Regions from separate parts of the Oryzias latipes genome. Here region 1 is linked to region 2. Evidence: chromatin contacts called from public Hi-C data. All regions are on one chromosome and are shown on one strand. Each heading gives the region's core, a stretch centred on a gene start, on an enhancer-like site or on the middle of the called end of the contact. The rest is flanking DNA. Distances are from core to core; before and after follow the strand shown. Region 1 holds the start of insl5 (insulin-like peptide INSL5). Region 2 overlaps pde4b (cAMP-specific 3',5'-cyclic phosphodiesterase 4B).

What was found. Hi-C and Micro-C count contacts between places; a contact is called where the count stands out from the background.
Region 1: a Hi-C map of embryo shows a contact between it and region 2, with 2.7 times the contacts expected there. The contact joins the promoter of insl5 here to the enhancer-like site in region 2. A contact is called at or near these places in 4 of 5 Hi-C or Micro-C datasets (embryo, fibroblasts and gastrula embryo).

The regions. Positions count from the first base shown.
Region 1 is chr4:15,588,132-15,592,065 of ASM223467v1, forward strand. It overlaps insl5 (insulin-like peptide INSL5), which reads right to left and starts at 2,389. Exons shown (of 2, transcript XM_004068013.4): 1 at 2,115-2,389; 2 at 812-1,226. The coding sequence starts at 2,286. The coding sequence ends at 1,075. It overlaps sgip1 (SH3-containing GRB2-like protein 3-interacting protein 1), which reads left to right. Exons shown (of 27, transcript XM_020702446.2): 27 at 1-53.
Region 2 is chr4:15,449,591-15,453,168 of ASM223467v1, forward strand. All of the region lies in intron 3 of pde4b (cAMP-specific 3',5'-cyclic phosphodiesterase 4B), which reads left to right. Among protein-coding and RNA genes, the nearest start is that of sgip1, 82 kb to the right of the region's middle. Within about 2 kb of position 1,516, at least 1 of the 8 cell types and tissues checked has an H3K27ac peak or open chromatin away from gene starts, as enhancers often do. A contact at or near this core is called in embryo, where this site is marked.

The DNA.
Region 1 (3,934 bases), core at 1,139-3,638, 140 kb after region 2:
AAATGAGGATCATAGTTTGCTTCTTCCCGAAATCAATAAAAGTTATAACTGGATGCCTGTTTTTTCTTTTTTTTTCTTTATAAATGAAAAATGTATGTGTAGTCATGGTGGTTTTTCTCATTTTTTTCCAGTATCTAGTTAAATACTAGTAAGCTAACAGAAAGCATATTTTTTATATAAAAATGAACAGATATGTTGACTAAATTAGACATTTTATTGGTTTATTGGTAAGAAAGCAGTTATTTTTAACATCTCTGCATCTAGTTACCAGAAACCTTTGTCATCTGTACAGGAAAGCAGGTGGCATTTGCAGTAAGCAAAGTCTTCAGAGATGTTAAATCCTAATTTTTAAATGATATAATTAAAGTTCTCTTGTCAACCCAAAGAGACGATTTTAATTTTTTAAAGGCCAGACTGAACCCGTCTTGCGAGATCAGAAGTGTTCCTTGTGGGACAATGTTCAATGAGTCTGTTACAGGATGGCACCCATTGTTCACATCACTGTGGATTTTCAAGCCTTTTTATCTTGCTTAAGAACAATTTTGCAGTTTCGTGCCTTGATTCCATTCAGATGTTTATATTTATATATTTTTTTAGTTGTGGTTGTTGCTTTTTTTTAAAACCAAAACAGCACAAATATTAAGAAAAAGCAGGAAAAGTAGGATGTTGTGGAGCATTTGGATTGTTGTGCATAAAAAAAACAGAGAAAAGCCTATTTCCCCTATGGGCAATCTCTGTTTTTTCTATTTCTGTCAATACTTTCTTTCACAGGATAAAATCTCCAAGTAAAATCACCACAGAAGATTGTGAATTGTGTGCAAGAGAATTTACTGAACAATTGTGAAATAACAGAAAACAATTCAAGTGTTTATGAAAAATCTAAATCTGATTTTACGACTATTTGCTATTCCAGTACTATACACAGTGTTGCACACATTAATCAGATACATTCACAGTTACATGTTCAAACTTATAAGTGATCACACATTTATTGAGGTTTGGTTTTCCCCAGATTCATTTCTTTAGTCTTTTGGACCTCTCCAAGGACCAGAATCAAAATCGAAGGAGTCAACCTCAGCAGAGGTAAGTGAGATCCCTTTTGCTGCAGCCCACCTGACAGCACATCATAGTCAGGAAGCCGTTGTTGTCCCGTTTTGTCCAATCCCGGAGCTCGGAGCCCGAGCTGCTGAAGCTGTCCAAGCTGTTCTGCTCAGCAGCAGGAATACCTGAGGAACAAAAAGGCCCACTGGTTAAGAAGAGACTCTGACCCCACTGACTTTTCACTTCAAACGCCAGTCGCTGCTGTTGGTTTGTCATATTGGTAAATGTTACTGTTAGTGCGCAGTTAGTATTGAGTTAAAATGCTGCAAAAGTAGATATTGTCCTTTTTTTACAATAAGTTATGGATGCAAGGTTAAAACAATAAAGTTTAGATTGGGTTATATGACACTTATTACTAAAGAGTTTAACATCTTGCACTGTGCGGTAAAAGTTTCTCTAATGGATGTTGCTTATGTTTTAACGGAAATTGTCTGACTGAAAATAGAACAAGGACCAGCTGCTTAAAGAATTTATTCAATACTATGTGACATCCACTTTAATAATGAAACTATTGGAGCCGGAACTTTCCTCCTGCACACAAAAATTAGCTTTATAAAATCACAGGTCATCAGACAGAGAAACAAACAGAAGTATGGTTGGGTACACTATTTTCAGTTTACAATAGACGATAATATTATACTGTTTCAAAAGATTAAGAGTGACAAACATTTTAATGATTTCAACTATTACAATAATTCAAAAATGAATTGAAATGAATAAGTAAATAACAGATGCAAATTTTAATTTAGGGATTGTTAAAATGTCTGTCTGAATCTGAATTGTTTTTTATTCACCTTTTTTTTATAGATTAAAAATTTAATTTGAACGCTTTGGTACATTAAAAAAAAATCTTATCTTTATCATGAAGTAACACGACCCTAAATATATTTTCAAAAGTCCACTTAATTTAGTCTTTTTCACATTTTTGAACCACACATGGAATTGTTAGAAGAAAAAAAAACATAACATTCTTATATTGTGGTTCCTGTTGCAACACTGAAAATCATCCTCACCATTCATGTCTGGATCTGTCAAGAATCTCCTCCAGCGGGAGCCTCCACAGGTGTAGACAACAGCTCTCAGGAACTCCCGGCCACACAGCTTCACAGGCTTCACCTCTGCTCTTCCCTGGTCCACACACACCAAGACACACAAAACCAGAGGCAAAACCACCAGGGCGCGCATGCTGAATACCTGTCCGTCTGCTCTGAGTCGTCCAAACCCACGGCAGCTCTTCTGTGTTACTTTGCTCCTCTGCAGGCTGCTGCAATCATTGGAAGCGTGTGCATTTCCCCGTCATATATACCATCCAAACTTTCAGTTCCTCCCCGCTGATCAGCCCTCCCCTCCTCAACTTAAGTGACTTTATGCCTATCCCAGTGACACACAAACACACTGGTGCATATTGCTGTTTTTTGCTTCCGGTCATCTCCCCTATCAACCTTGTCTGCCTACTTAAACAGAGTTACGACCACAAGCCTTTTACAAGCCATAAGCTCGCAATCATATTACATGAGGCGCGGCCTCCGCAGCCTCCCCCTGATTACAAGATTTCAGGGCTTGATTGCAGTGCATGGATAATTAAGAGATGTAAAATGATTCCACCTGAAGTCGGACAGATGTTTTGCGTGTTTACAACACTGATGGCCCAGTTGGCTTTCCCATAACAGCAGTTTGGTTCATGGGAGAGAGAAAAAGAGTCAATGTTGACAGTACATCATGAGGTCATTACAAGCTGCTGATGGGCCAGAAACATCCTCTGTGAGGCATTTAGGTTCCATCATATATCTCATTTAGGTCGGTGAAATTGAGCTGCAAACATTGTAAGGGTGTCCCTGAGTTAACAGGAAACAAGTTGGTTCTCTGAAAATCTTAAAATGATGAGAGTACGCCAGAAAAACACTATGCACAACATACAGATGTGTTTTTTTTTGTTTGTTTTTTTAATTTTTCAGTGAAGTTTGTGAATTGATTAAAAAATATTCCGTGCATTTTATCGGCAAAGTAAAGGACAATTAAAGAACATCAAACTGCATTGTCTGCAAACAACTTAAAAACAATTTTCTTTCAGTCTGTTTGAAATATCTCTTCACTTTGTTTATCAGTCTACTTCCTGGATGGATCTCCTGTTAGACAAGAAAAATTGGATATTAATGATTAGAATATAGCATTGAGTAATGCAAAAAAAAAAAATTCAGTTGGATCGTGTTTTTACATTCATCTGCTTCCCCCATCTTGTTTTCTACTGCTGTTGACAACATGTTGCATTTGAATACAGTGTGAAAAACAACACTAAATGGTTAAAAGTAAAAAAAAAAAAAAACTAAAGGACTACCAAAGGTCATTTGGCTGTGACTTTAGTGCATTTTTCAAACTGTTGTGTTTTGCATCTTGGCAGTTTCTCCAAACTTTAAAACAGAAGTCAAAAGGTGGAGTACATAAAACAAGATCATTTTTGTTTTGTAAAATATTTTGGGGAGATTTTACGAAAACTTAAGATTGTTCTATGATCCTTGATCTTACTTTAAGATGTAAACTAAAAAATGTTATTAACAGAAACATAAAGTTAATCTTTTGTCATTTTAGACCCTGGCTAAATCATTACTTTACATTTACCGGTAGCTTAAAGCCAAACCTAACAACATCAAAGTAGGAGATAAAATCAGTCTTAATGGACAACGTTCATATCTCACAGAGACATTCAGTCGCCCTTTTCTCTGGTGCTTAAATCTTTCAAAGCTACAGCATAAATCAGTGAAACAGACGCAAACCTAATTGGCTCATAGAGACATCAGTACAGAGAGACTTCTCTGTGTCTGAAACTGTCAGGCTG
Region 2 (3,578 bases), core at 266-2,765:
TCCCCATGTTATTAGTTTCCTCTGTGTTTTGCCTCTTTAAAACTACTGGGGACTTGTCCTTTGCAAGGAAATAGGACAGTGTTTTAGTAACTGAAGAGACCTCGTTTTGCTTTTTTGTCCGACCTAAACAGTCATGCAACAGATGACCTGAATCTCTGTGTCTTGTAACATCTTCATCTTGTAACATTGTCTACAGATTACAAAAAAGAAAAAAATGTCAGACTTGGGACAACAGAAGTTTTAATTTTCCTATTCATTCCTAGTTATTTTCCTAGTATTTGTAAACTAGCTTTCTGACACCTCACTGGGTTTACTCCTGGCTGCATCAGGTGCAAGTAACGGGTTAAAAATAGTTAACTTGCACATTAGCCAAGCGAGGTGCATCAATCTCTGGCTTTGAATCTGAGCATTAGTCAGGTCAGCTACAAGCTGATTTTGAAATCTCTGCAGTCATTTCTATAAGATCAGCATGACATGACTGAAGGTAAAATATGAAAAGATGTCTAAAGTTTAAGGCAGCTGGAGAGCTCAGTCGGCTGCACGCAGAACTGATGCATGTGAAACCAGAGTTCAATTCCCAAGGGGTCCCTAGGCAAGACTTAGCTGACTAAATATTTTTGTGGTAAATGAGAAGATTTCCATAGAAATAACTTTTAAAGCATGACTCACTCGTTCTGTGTCCTGAAATTCATTTAACAACTAGAAAACATAGATATGTATTTAAAGGCTGCACGGTGGTACAGTGGTTAGCGTCCGGTTCGGGTCATGGCCCTTCTTCGTGGGTTTTCCCTGGGCACTCTGGCTTCCTACCACAGTCCAAATACATGCTGCACAGATAAATTGATGACTCTAAATTGTTCCTATATGATTGTGGCCCTACGACAGACTAACAACCTGTCTAGGGTGAACCCTGTCTTCACCCAACAATATCCGGGTTAGGCTCTGGCAGCCCCGTGGCCCCGTAGGGGGGAAAACCGGTTTAGAAAATGGATGAATGGAAAACATTGATTTTCAAGGATTCATTAACAGAGAAATGCTGCTTTGCCATCTTGCTGACTGTTGTCCTTTTTGGAAAAAAAAATTAAGTGTGACCTTATGGGCTGTCTTTTGCAGTCTTAATATGAAGGAAATTGTTTTTTATTATTATCATTGTTTAAATGTATTTGGTTAAATGTATTTGTTTAAATGTTACATTTTTAGACAGCTTTGTGTGTGTGTTCATCTTCTTCCATCCCCAGCAAGGATGAGGGGGTTTTACGACACTGTACATGAACCTAAATCAAACATACATGAGATTAGTTTTCCCACCACAAGCTCTAATCCATCAAAGCAGGAGGACACCATGTTCCACAGAACACGATCTTTATTCCACAGGTCTGTCTTTGTTTTGTTTCAAGAAAAGTTTGTCAAACTGGTTAAACTGGTTGTTTTTTACTCCAGTGTTTCCTCTTGGGAATCCATTGTTCTAGGGCACCACCATCTTAACCTGTAGGGGGTGCTGTTGCTGCTGTGCCCGTTCTCGTTGGGCGGGCTGGGGTCCCGCTCTGTGGTCTAATAGCCATGGAGTGGGCCCTAGGCTGCTCTGTGTCGGGCGGGCGCTGTGGCAGTGACCCCTGTGGTCCGGCTGGGCCTTGGAATAAATGGATCCCCATGATATCGTTTCCTAACAGCAGTACCAGGCCTCCTTTTAGCTGCAGTTCTTTGTTTCTGTTCAGGGTTCTACTGGGGTAACTGGGTGGGTGGGATGGGGGGTGGTGAGGGAGGGGTCCCATCTTTATGTGATTGTCTTTTGTTTTCTGTTTTTAATAATTTTCATTTTTTATGACTGTTGTATCTGCTTTCATGTTAAGCGCTTTGTGTTTTTAACTGAAATGAAAGGCGCTATATAAATAAATAAAATTTGAGTTTGAGTTTAATCATCTGAACGTATAGAATTACTGTTGGTTTAGAAACTGTTGGTTTTAAAAACACATTTCAGAGTTATCACTGTGCTGCAGAAAAAAAAAAGTTGCGTCTCCAGATCTTCTTGACATTTAATGTCCAAAGGTCTTTTTTTTTATTCAGACATAATTAGCTTTCATCTCATTGTGTCTTTAATGAGCTAACAACTGACGTCACTGCCATCTAGTGATAAGGAAAAAGAGACATTTACCTCCTTTATGGAAAATAACTGTTTAAAAATGCATTTTAACAAGGAAATTGAAAGCTTTCTTTAAATGTCCTATGGCATTTAAAAAGCAGTCAATTTTTTTGGGTAGAAATGTGTTAAGTTTAATAAAAATGAGTGGAAGATATTTATAATAAAGAGATATTTTCTGTTTTTAGCTTCTGTGTTTGGATTGTCAGCTTTATTTGTGTTCGTATAAATAAATTATCTTCAGATCGGATGCTGCTGATAAAATAAAACACGTATTCCACATAAGGCAGTATCTTTGTTTTAACACAAAAATAGTTAGGCTAATGCTCAAAACTGGTCCACATTTCTAAGAAACCTGAGAGATATTTAAAACACTTAGAAAATGAAAGCTTTCATGTCTCTTCCATCAGAAACTAAAAAAGCCATTTTAAAAATGCTATACTTTTTTAAATGTAAATTTTATCTAAGTAATTTGGGGAGATATACAAACAAAATTGAAAGCCATGCCAGGTGAAATGTGAAGAATTGTGGGATATCTGACCCTGGATGTAGAACCAGCTCTCTGCATGCAAACGTTACACAAAGTGGTAAACAAACCTCAGGGCAAAGCAGCCAAGCATTTAATCAACAGAATATAGTACAGTTTGCATGCACTTCGGGGGAGCAGCAAGAGTTTAAATCTTGCTATTCTACAATGTATAAAGCATTGTTCCAGTGCGTCATCCCATTATCTTGTTAAAAAGGATAAAAAATGGCCCTATAGCATTTAGAAGATGTTATTACAGACAAAAAACTGCAGCTTTTACTGTTAAAACTGCTTACATTGTGTTCAGTTAATAAAAGTGCAAATGTCTCTGTTTTAGCAGGTCTTGAGGTATCTTTGTGTCGTCCATACTGTGAACACATTTACCAAAGGGCTACATTAATATCTTATAAAATCAAAGCAGATTTAAGAAACAGATTTGTCATCATGGGGTTCAGCTAAAGCACATTATATTTTTAAGTAAAATAGTTTATTTTGCTACTGTTTAAACTCTCTTTTGTATATCTATATGTCTCTAGAGCTGAGCTGTCTTGCAAAGAAGTGGTAAAAAATAGTGGCTTTCCCCAATCATAGTTACAAATGATGCCCACCAAAAAGTAACACACACCTGCTTAAGTTTTTGTTTCTAAGGGTACTCCATAGGGGGTTAAGTGTTTTCATTTATTCATTTTTCACTGAATATTGGAGCCTCATCCTAAATGATTCCCATCAGTGATTAAAGATCCACTCAGATGAAATCCACGTTTTCAGTGTTTTTAACATGTTCTTGTGGCATCTATCTTATGGTAGATATAGAAAATTAAGCTTAAAAGTGCAATTCCAAGTATTTCTTTATTTAAATCTTTGTGAATCAGGATCAGATGTAAAAATGACATTGGAAAAACTTGAAGGTGTGAG